2 separate regions of the Mus musculus genome follow, and region 1 is linked to region 2. Evidence: chromatin contacts called from public HiChIP or PLAC-seq data. All regions are on one chromosome and are shown on one strand. Each heading gives the region's core, a stretch centred on a gene start, on an enhancer-like site or on the middle of the called end of the contact. The rest is flanking DNA. Distances are from core to core; before and after follow the strand shown.

Region 1 (5,450 bases), core at 1,064-3,563, 270 kb before region 2:
ACCCTGGAAAAGTTCTCCCTCGAGAAACCCTGTTTAAGCCTGTCTCTCGCTCAGTTCCTTGCTTCTTCTTGCCTGAGTAGAGGTAGCTTCTCTTTGTGTCTTTCCCAATAAATCTTTTGTGTGAGGCTTGTTGTGTTGTGTGACTTTGTGGCATTCCTTGGCTCTCAGTTGGCAGGATACCTTTCCCTTCAGAGCTGTAACACTTGTATAGGAGAAGACTTTCCCATCAGAGTTGCGACACCATATCTATTAGGGAAACCTTTCCCCTCAGAACTCTAACTCTTACAGTGATATAGTGAGAACTGTGATTTTCTCACGCAGAATAATGGATAACTTGTCAAAATATTGATATATTTCCCAGGAGTAGAGCACTTGCTAGAATATGCAAAACCCTGCGGTTGATTCCTAGTGCAAAAAGGGATGAGGGGGAGGATCCTGCTTTCACAAATGCTATGGTGATACTGGAAAGACTAAGAGAAAGTTTAGACTACACAAAAAGAACACTGTGTTTTGGGGCAATGGTTTTGTTACCTGGGAGCACATTTTGTAATAGAATAGAATTTTTGGTTATGAGGATCAAGTTAAGTATGAGACTGTTTAACACATTGCTTCAAACTAGTAAATACTGGCTTGCAATTTCATTCACACTACCTACTGTGCAAACTCATTGAAGTATTTGTTTTAAATAAGAGTCTGTTTCCTTACTATGCCTTAGTACACATGTATAAGAACTAAATAAGGTCATGTGTCTATAAATCATAGTTACAAAATGAGACTATAATGGGACAAGTAGCTATAATTGATATTTGCAATAGGTTACACTGATAGTGGTAGAGAGGGTAAAGACATACTTAATGACTAACAGGAAATTCCTATTATGCAGCAACAACAGAAATCTAGTATGTTCCAGTTTAGATCCCACTGTCTCAACAATCCCCCACCAGAAACTTGACTTTGTTGTAGAATTTATTTACTTATAACTTTGTTGTTGTGCTGCTGCTGCTGTTGTTGAGACAGAGCCTTGCTCTTGAGACTAGGCTAGCCTAGAACTCATTATAAACTCTGGCTTAGAATTTTTTTTTTAAGTGAGAAACAATCTTTCCCTGCAATAGGGCTTGTGTTTTTAAAAAAGTACAAAGAATTGCCTGGTGGTGTTTCCTCCTCTGTGATGTGTGTGTGTGTGTGTGTGTGTGTGTGTGTGTGTGTGTGTGTGTGTGTCTGCTGTACACACAGAAGATCCAACAAAGAGAATGTATGGGTCATTTTGATCTAACTTTGATGCTCCCGTCTTTTGCTATGATAACTGGGTGTTTGATGGTTTCCTATTCCTCGGAAGGAGAAGTTATGGAGGAGAGTGAGAATCAGATTTCATTTCAGTTTTGAACATTTTACTTTTGAGTTTTTGAAAAAGCATGCAAGCTGAGGTGCCAGAGAAGAAATTGAACTCTGTGAGTCTTAAAAATAAAAGTCTGTTGGCTGGGGAGACAACTTATTGGGTAGGAGAATTTGCTGTGTAACCATGAGGATCTAAGTTTGGATCTGGCTCACACATAAAAATATAAACAGTTCTGTTTACTCAACTTGGTCTTCTATTTACTTTCTTTCAGTGTCTGGTTACCTAGAATCTAACTGAGCAGATTCATGACTAATAGCCCATGTTGATTATTACAAGTAGCTGGCTGGTGTGAGTTTGGTGTGAGTTTCCTTTGCTATTGATAGTACTGCTTAAACACATAGCCTTTTCAACACAAGTCACAAGTGGACTCTGAGTAAACAAACATACAGATAAGGAACTTTATTTTTATAATGTATATATTAGTTTAATTGTAAAGAATGTTTATCATGACCTGCTTGGTTTGAGGAACACACACACATGCACATACATGCTCACTTATCCACCCTCACACACAAATTCACAGGCACACACACACACACACACACACACACACACACACAGCCCAGGGGAATATAAGAGTATGTGGCTCAGGCTTTAACATGTCCTCTCTTTTCTTTCCAGTGCAGAGCATCCTTTCTCTCTCAAAACTCAGGGCCTACTTATATCTACCCTCCTCTTTTGACCCCTCTTCTGTACAATCTGTGATATCGCCTCTCTTTCTCTTTCTTCACATTCTGCAATCTAATCCTTTAAATTTTTAGAGTCTGTTCACATGCTAACTCTGTCAAAACAGCTTCCTGGCTTCAGAAACCATGAGCTATTCAGTTTCTTTTGACACATTTGTAACCGGAGCTATTCAGGCTCTGAGCCCTAACATCTCCTCTTTCTCCCTCTCTATGATTAATTCTCGTCTTCATTTCCTTCCTCTATTACAGGAAGAATTGACAGGCGGCTGCTGTCCATTGTGATGAGCGATACTGTCAAACTGTCAAGAGGGTTGTTCTTTCTCATTTTCATGCTATTTGTTGTAGAAATGAAAGTAGGTGGGATGATTTCTTCTTTCATAGAGATTTTTTTTTAAGAGGCTAAGGTAAAACATCATAATCTATTACTGTGATTAGAAATCTGTAGTCAGGCTTGCAGGACAAATTCTCCTACCCACTAAGCCACTGAAGGGCACTGTTTTTAGTTTTATATCCATTTACACATTAAACAGTTATTGAATATCTTCATTGTTCATTGAACTAATGACAAGCCATATGCAATAGTTCCATATCTAGACGGATACTATTCACTTAATAAGATTAATTTTAGCTGCATTTATTTTCCTGAAAAACGACATAATTTCACGTGACTTTATTGGTCCTGGCAATACTTATCCTTTATCTTTTATGCCTTATTTTATTTTATTTTTCAGAGCTTAAAATTTTCTGATTTATCTCTAATAAATACTATATTCTTGACTGAGATTTTCATTCATGCTCTGTCAACAGTATCATTTCCCTACAAAATGAACTAGTACAAGTCAATTCAACCAAATCAAACTGTAATCATTTGAACTGTTTGTAAACTCTGATGAATTTATTAGAAAATCAGAATTGCTTTATTTTAATGAGCTCACAAATAAAAAATACTGCACAGGTAAATTAAGGTAGCCACTCAAACAAACGCCTGTTCAGTTTCCAACTCTGTCTATCACAATGAGCTGTTAGACAATTAAAATGATCATCCTGAAGCCTTGGAGCTACTGTCAGTAGCTCGTTCTCATCAGCATAAAGTAGAGCCCACTGGGAAAAAGAGTTACATTGCTAGTAATTGGCAGAGACGTAATTGCTTAACAAAATATCTGTCAAATATGTAAACAAATAGAAATTGCTTTACTCGTCATACATATTCCCCGTGTCTTTAACACACTTAAGTGTACACATCTGTTGGGTTTGTGGTGGGCTCTTAAATTATAGTTACTCCATCTTGTGAAAGTAGCTCCTAAGAATACTTTAATTACTACATCTATCTTGGGAAAACTAGTCTCTGATCACAAAGACCAGCCATTAACTCCTATACAATGTGTTTCTGACCTAAAGATTATGAGAACTTTCTAACCACTTAACTGCTCAGCATCTGGAATTGCAACTTTGCAGGGGATGCTCCTGTATCTTATGTCCTTCCTCGTGTGTGTGTGTGTGTGTGTGTGTGTGTGTGTGTGTGTGTGTGTGTATGGGAAAAAGGGAGAGAATATTTTTTACCAACTAAAGCCCACTACTCCTGTTGCTTCTGGGTGTTACCACAAGACTTTGTATCATGAATTACATGAATTGGCTATTCATATATATATATATATATATATATATATATATATATATATATATATATATATATATGTGTGTGTGTGTGTGTGTGTGTGTGTGTGTGTATGAATAATATATAATATAATATAATAATATGTATATGAGTTAATACAGTTAAGGTATAAACTGTTATCCCTACAAGAATGTGAATAAGCAATCTGATTCATAGGAGGCAGAGTCAGATGAAGAATGTAGCAGTGAGAACTTCATTTTGATGAATGCAATCATCTTAGAGGCTTAAGGCCATCCCTATCAACAACCCAAGAGTGTAAAGACAATACCAGGTATTTAAACTGTAACCTCCTTCAGCCTAGGCAGGCTGGTTCAGACTTATGCCACTGAGGCAGGGCCACCTGCAGTGCTGCTTCTCTGACTCACCTAGTTTCCTTTGATGTGATACTGCCTGCCACCTGCCGTGAGGCTGAACCAGTTCTCCAAGAGTTAACTGCAACCTGTGAATTTGGTGACTTTCTGCTAAAAGGCTGTGCTGACAACTTAGCATCTCAACATCAAGAAACTTGGCATGACAGGGAATGGGTTTCCCTCTTTATAAGTGCAGACTTTTATTAAACATCTGAGCCTTGATCAGAACATTGTCTTGGATCCATTTCTCTCTCCTCTGCCTAGTTTCCCCTCTCTTTTCAGCCCCGGTTTGCCTCTCAGGTGTAACCCAGTTCATGTTAGCCACGGCCTGGTTTCCAACATTAAACTTTTCCAGGAATGAAAAAGATCAGGTACGTTATCTTAGACCTGAAAAGTGCATAATGGAAATGAATTGTGGCTTTTGAGTTTAAAAGCTCCTCTCCTCTTTTAACTGTTCCACAGTCCCAGATCTGACAGTATCTTAAAGTCATCTGACTAAAGTCTCCATAGAGTCCTAGTGATCTTTCCCATGGTCTCAAACATCATAATACATTCATACACATATAAAATATAAATAATTGCTAAAGTTCAACTAAATTAATCTTAGTTTCAAAAAGAATAGTTTGAATTTAAATTCCCACAAAATAAATATAGTAGGCAAATTAAACGTATTTATTATAGTGTATTTCTTTTCGTTTTATATTTTGTTTTGTTTTGAGACAGGGTTCATTTGTGTAGTTTTGGCTGTTATATAACTCACTCTGTAGACCAGGCTAGCCTCATATGCACATAGCTCTGTTTACGTCTGCCTCTCGAGTGCTGGAATTAAAGTTATGTGCTACCAGGCAATTTGTTGGTTGACTCAGAGTCTTGGCTGGTGTGGAACTTCCTGTGTAGACCAGGTTGGCCTTGATGTTGAAGTTGAATTGATCTAACCCCCGCTATGTTTCAAGTACTTGGGTTGCAAATAGAGGTCTCCAGATCCGCACTACAACATATTTCAAAAATATTTACACTAGATAGTCTTAAGTTTCAAACCTGGGACAAATGGCTGAGGTGCCTATTGAACATATCAGAGTGGACTGCACTGGCCTGATCCTCCCAGCATACCTCAGTCTTTACCTGTTACAAGGTATGGCTGGCATACTCCACAAAGTCCCCTAAACTTTCCAGTCCAGGGGCTGGGCTGACCTTCCCCTAGAGACTTTTCCAGATACCCAGTCCTTCTGGTTACCCACCTGTTTTGTGCCTTTGACCTCCTAGTGGCTGTACTTGCTTTCCCTCTCTCTTTCCTCCCCCTCTCCCCACATGGCTCAGAGTCATGTTTACTATGCTCTCCTACA
Region 2 (6,311 bases), core at 3,110-5,609:
AAACTGACCAGTGGTTCTACCACTCAAGAAAATGTTTCTCTCCTTTAGCACCCACTAAGTTCTTCTAGGTCTCCAGAGAGATGCTGGGGCTCCTAAGGCTATCCTATTCCAGGACACAATATTGTACATCCTCATATTGTTCATGTCTTGTGATGGTGATCACAGATGCTGAGAGGATGATGACCCTGTCATGTCCAAATGACAGACTCCACACCACTCTTCTCCCTTTCCCCAGCTATTAAATTCTTTTCATCTTCTGGTCTACAGTGTCCGTTGAGCCTCTGGGAAAGGTGATATAGATGACTGCATTCAGGGATGCCTTATTCTTAGCATTTTGACTAGGTATGAGTCTATACAGTAACCGCTACAGCTACACACTACACAAAGGGAGCTACTTGATCAAAACTGACACCAGCCTTGTTTATGGGTTAAAGCATAAAAATTTTAAGGCAATTTGGCAAACCATCATATCTATCTCTCTCCCTATCCCTATCTTAATCTAATCTATACCTATCTTATCTCTATTTATCTCTATATCTTCATCTTTATCTCTATGTATATCTCTATCTCAAAAACAAACTAAAAAAAACAACAACAAAGCAATAACAACAACAAATAAAACAAACCAGGGTATCATCCCCAGTAAGGCCCATGACTTCACTAACCATTGACTTTGATCACGTGTTCAGTACCAGACATGAATTCCTTCTTGTGGAGAGAAGACCTCAGTTCCAATTAGAAAGTAATTTGTTAGCCCACAAGTCATGCCAATATTGCCTCATTTTTGCCTTGCAGGTTGGTAATACAACATGCAGGGTCCATAGCTGAGAATGTTGATAATTATTCCATAGCAGCCCAAGAGCCTGCATAGTATCTGTGAAAACTATAAAAACGAACTGTGTGGGAGGAAGGATCACTTTCAGCTTGAATTCTCTAGTCCTGTATGCTATGCCTTAAGCAATACAGTCTTATGATTTACTCCTGGCAGGCAACCAGCAGCAGATACAGTAGCTCTCAGGGTTCTCTCTGGCCAGGCTGACCTTGAACCTATAATCTTCCTGACACAGCCTACCAAGTGCTTGGATTTCAGATCTGTGATGCCTCATCTGGTTTCACGTTCATTGTTGATAGAGATAGGGTTTGAAATTTTCTCTGCCACTGAGGTTTCTGTTTAACTGCATCTCATTTCTCTATTGACTTCTTTTTAGTCTTCTGGTCCCTGTAATCGGTAGCTACTTTCTGGTGATCCTGTTTGTTTGTTTGTTTGTTTGTTTGTTTCATTTTGGCCTGGTGGTTCATTTAGATAATTTTGTTAATGATATTTCAATGATATTTGAATGAGTTTGTTAGTAGCTCTAGGAATTAAGCTAATGTATTAATTTATTACAGTTTTCTTCATGTGAGTTTTAACTTATTCTTGTAAAATAGTCTTTCCATGTAGTTACAGGGCTTCTTTACTTATTTGGCTATTGCTGTTACATGTATCATATCTGCATTATTATAAATCATGTTTCTATAAACCTCATCCTTCTATAAAATATAGAGATAAAACTAAGACATATTGAGTCTGATATTCTTCATTTCTTCCTGTGAATTCAGATCATCTGTTGTCATTTCCTTACTCCAATATAGCTACATTTATAACTATATATATAGTGAAAAATAAAAAATAAAACATGATCAACAGAATAGGCCATTATACTGATATTCTGTCTGCTCATATTTCTGAAAGAGTTTGGTGGCTCCGTTTTTCTCAGTGTACAGCTTGATTCTTTCTGTACTTTGACCATGTGATCCCACTGCCTTCAGGATGTTGTTGGTTCCAATGAGAAGGCATTTGTTGATCTTTGGTTATCTCATGCATGGGCAGCTGTTATTTTCTTGCTCTTAAAATTCTTCTCTATTTCTTTGAATTTCACCAGGTGGATTATGTGTCTAGACAACATTCTTCTTTGTATTTATCCCACTTGGAGGAACTGAGCTTTATTGAAATGTTTTTAAATGAGGTTCAGTGGAATTTCAGCCAATTATTTGTTACCATTTTTTTTCTTTTCCTCTTTCTCCTTGGAAACTTTTGGTGTATGATTAACACTGTTTTTGTTGTCCTTTTTATTATTAATTTGTTTGTTTTAAAAACCTTGTTACATTTTATTTGTTTGTTTGTTTATTTATTTATTTATTTATTTATTTAGTGTGTTTATGTCTGTGCTTGCCAAGGAGCTTGTGTGGAGGATGTCAGAGAACAATGTGCAGAAGGGGGTTCTTCCTTCCACCATGGAGATCCTGGGGTCTGAATTCAGATCCTCACGCTTGGTGGCAGTCATCTCTACCAGCTGAGCCCTCTTCCTGGCCTTCTTATGATTACTTCTGAAAATGAAAGTCTAGATTACACACCAAAGTGTAAATTGTATGTGATGGCGTCTTTTGATTCTGAAATGTTTTATGGGTAAGTTATTGCTACTGTTGAGTTGTTTCAGTGACGGTCCTCAACTTATTCACAGATGTGCTCTCTTGTGGTCAAGCTTAGGAATGTTTGCTCAGGTTATCCTCTGTTTCCATTCTTGCTTTTGCTTTCTGTGTCCTTTTCCTAAGGTTCTTTCTAGGTTAGCATGGCTTAGTTGTCAGCCAGTGCTTGGGCAAAGATTTACTTAAGGATCTTAAATAAGTAGTACATCTCTGCTATGACATCTGTCTTGCAAGTGGCTTCAAGAATGCCTTCTAACTTCGGACAGTTTATAAGTCCCTGACTACGTTTTCCTCTCTGCCTTTATGATCCTCACATGGCATAACTGTGCCTACCTTCTTTCAGCATATCAGGAATACACTGGACATCACCTAGGCCTTTCTCCATTAACCTTTCCCCATCTGTTTTGTTGAAGATTGTATCTGGAGCCTTACACATTGTTCTTTTTGCCATATTTAATTTTCTGGCTGGTCTATTGTCTGGTTTTGTTGTTGTCCCAGACAGTGTGGATCACATTATAGTATAAGATGTATCTGGTGGTTGCTTCTGTGATCTTTGGTTTCTCTAACAACATCTGGGGTGTAGAATTTTCCATGTTCTGTCCAGTACCAATCAGCAAGGCAGCAGAGCTGTGTATTCACAAGGCTGTACTGCCTTACTAGTTAGAACTTCATGCTAAGAAACTGGGGAGGGTAGGAACAGCTCCTTCCTAAAATGCCAAAGGTCTTCATTCTCTCTGGTTCTTGGCATGTTGGAAGATATGTTCATATGCTTTACGTTCTTTTGAAGAGTTAGTAATTGATTACTTATGATATTTCTGCTTTGTCAGTGTTTCCACAGCCAGAACTTTTCAACTTCTTTTCTCTGCTGTTCTGGAAGCTTGTCTAGCTTGATATTCAACCTTTAAGTGGAACTTTTAGCTAAGATGCTAACCTATTTTTATAAAATAAAAATACTAAATATGGATTATTGGTATACTTTATATATTGTGCATGGTTTTGTTGTTGTTTGGTGGGTTGGTTTTTGTTTTGATTTTGAGATAGGGTCTCATGTATGACAAACTGACTTCAAACTCATGTAGCTGAAGATGACCTTGGATTCCTGATGTTTCTATCTCCCGACTACTAGGACACAGATGGGTATCATTAGTTGATTTGGTTCTAGGGATTTGACTATAAGTGTGGTGTGATGATTTGATTTCTTACCTTGACTTCCCCTTAATAATGGGCTGGAGCCTAAGATTATAAGCCAAATAACCATTTTCCTCCTCTAAATTGCTCTTTGTAAGTGCATTTTGCCATAGAAAAAGAAGTTTAAAAAATGGAGCAGAAATATTAGATCTAGGGTAGGGAGGAAGAAAGTCAGTGATCCACTTTCTCTTCCTTCAATAGTTTCTTCTTTCCATTCTAAATGGACCTGGTATCTAAATCCATGAGTTCATTACCTTGGCTCATTGCAAAAGTTAACGGAAATCTTCTAAGGCAGCCTGAATCTCATGAGAGCTGGAAAAAGTTTAGACCTGGGTGGAATTAAAGGAGACAAGAAAAAGGAAGTTGTTCTAGGACTAAAGGATTAATGCCATGAGTCATGTTTGTCTAATATCTAGTTATCTCGTAGTTCTTAACTCTGTAGCTTTAGAGAGGTGGAGACAAGAGAAGATGGGGGTGGATTTAATAATATTGGTTGGATCTAAATACATTGTATGCATATATGAAATTACCACATAATAATATAAACATTTAAGAAAGAATATTAGTTGGATACTTAACCTGTTAACTATCTCAAACACATTTCCTGCCAGGGAAGTGTCTGCCCAGGTCTGGCTGGAGGATGTGGTTTTGGCTAATAGTCGGATGGTGAACATGGTAGTTATGAATGGAGTTACTGGATGGGAAAAGAGGAAATAAAGTTGCTGACACCAGGCTTTGGTCTCCAGCAACAGATTTCCTCTAAATGAAGAGTCATCTCAGTTCTTGTGGAATTTTCCTTCTTCCTCTTTTTATTTTTTAAAGTACAGTCTCATTTATAGCATCTTTTGCTGTTAAATATAGTTAGGAATGAACAGGAGGACCATTGAAAGAGTGTTATTGTGAGAACTTCCTATATGCACACACTTGCCATTATTCCTAGTTCTGTCCATCATCCATCATCCATTGAACACATCTTTATCTTGAACCTGCTTTGCTGTAGGCACCATGCTATGCACACAGAACAGCAAGGTGAACATGGACACTGACTTTATGCGTCTGGCTTTAGTTCCATAAAGGAAGGCAGACATGTTGGAATGGGAATTAAAGGCTTGAAGAAATATAAAATAAAAACAGGATCAGACATGCTTTGAAGGTCACAGAAAAATCTCTCAGGGGTAGTGACCTTGAAGCTGAGTTCTGAAGCTTAGGTCTGTTTTAGCTGGTATACAAGTGATGCCTACCGAGGCCTTCAGGATCTAACCCAGCTTCCTTTGTAATCTCCCCACCAACCATTTTTGCTGTTGGTTTTTATTTAGTAGCCACAGGTTCTCTGTCACTTCCTCCACATGCCTGCTGGGAACATTATCTTCTAAGACCACTCATTTACCCTTTTCACAGCCTAGCTTTAGGAGACGCTCGCCTTTTCCTGTTACATTATTTACTGTGTGATTGTTCTGTAAAATATAAGTTCTTACAATGATGAGCAGCTATCTCAATTGTCGCTTTACCTCTGGGACCTTGGAATATGATTGATAGACATAGCTAAATGTTCTACTTGAATATTTGTTAAATAAGTGGATGGACAAAAGATGCAGGCTATAGTTTTGCACCTGAGAGAACATCCTACACTTGGCGAAAGGGAAGATGATCTGTATGGTTGTGAATAGAAAAGAGGAAGGAAATGGAACGGGAACGGGGATAGAGATGAAAATCTAATCTAGAAGTCTCCTACATCAGTGTTTGTCAAACGGTGAGGAGTTGAGCCATAAAACAATTTTGGTGGACTTCTCTTAGCATTTAATCAAACGGGACAATACAATACTGTACCATGTTCCTAGTAAAAGCATCACATTAAGCTCTCTTCCACATATATATGTATGTGTATGCATTCATATTATGGTATGGCAGAAAAAGTTTTCTTGTTTTAGTGTGAAATAAATAAGTATGAAAGAATCATTTAGTGATCAAGTGAAGACTGTCTGGTTTTCTGCTATAAGACTAAAGGACTCATGAAAACTATTTTCACAGAGGAGGTAGATTTCAAGGAGCCCTTTCATCAGAAGGCATCAATCCTAGAAGACGATCCTGCTTTTACTAACATAGAAGCGTTAGGTGTTGTGCAGAGCTATGCTGTTCTTTGCTATGTCTACAATCTCTAGGTTTCTGGGAGGCAGGAGCTCTGCCTTGTTTACTGTATCTGGTGCCTAACATATGCTCGTACTTAGCAATGACCTAGGGGTTGCATGAATGACCAGATTAGTCTACCGAGAAATGTTTGTTTTTCTAAAGCTGCAGTTTGTGAATTTAATAGCTATAGAAGCCTGCTGACAACACACATGCAAGGCAGCAATTCTACTACTGAACTACACCATAGCCCACCTACAGCTTTTAACATGAATAATTTGGGTGAGAATAATTTGGGTGAGAATAATTTTGGTGAGAATAATTTGGGTGAGAATAATTTGGGTGAGAATAATTTGGGTGAGAATAATTTTGGTGAGAATACCAGTCATAACCCTCTTTGCTTTCATAGATTCCAATATGGATCTACTATAACAATAAAAACCAAAACTAAACATTAAAAAAGAAAAAAGCAAAACAAAACAAAACAAACAAGCAAACAAACAAAAAACCCATAGTAAGCATAAACAACTACC

What was found. HiChIP or PLAC-seq counts read pairs in DNA pulled down with a chosen protein or histone mark.
Region 1: a contact with region 2 is called in an H3K27ac HiChIP or PLAC-seq map of the HPC-7 cell line, with 6 times the contacts expected there. The contact joins two enhancer-like sites. A contact is called at or near these places in 4 of 39 promoter capture datasets (the 3T3-L1 cell line, the HPC-7 cell line and cranial neural crest), 1 of 15 datasets of contacts at CTCF or cohesin (the NIH/3T3 cell line), 1 of 484 Hi-C or Micro-C datasets (embryonic fibroblasts), 4 of 115 datasets of contacts at active chromatin or transcription factors (the HPC-7 cell line, bone marrow-derived dendritic cells, bone marrow-derived macrophages and 1 more) and 2 of 9 other capture datasets (bone marrow-derived macrophages and macrophages).

The regions. Positions count from the first base shown.
Region 1 is chr1:150,205,219-150,210,668 of GRCm38.p6, reverse strand. No RefSeq gene overlaps it. Among named protein-coding and RNA genes, the nearest start is that of Ptgs2os2, 43 kb to the right of the region's middle. Within about 2 kb of position 2,313, at least 5 of the 459 cell types and tissues checked have an H3K27ac peak or open chromatin away from gene starts, as enhancers often do. A contact at or near this core is called in the HPC-7 cell line, where this site is marked.
Region 2 is chr1:149,938,514-149,944,824 of GRCm38.p6, reverse strand. The region is part of intron 1 of Pla2g4a (phospholipase A2, group IVA (cytosolic, calcium-dependent)); the gene reads left to right. Among named protein-coding and RNA genes, the nearest start is that of Pla2g4a, 20 kb to the left of the region's middle. Within about 2 kb of position 4,359, at least 61 of the 459 cell types and tissues checked have an H3K27ac peak or open chromatin away from gene starts, as enhancers often do. A contact at or near this core is called in the HPC-7 cell line, where this site is marked.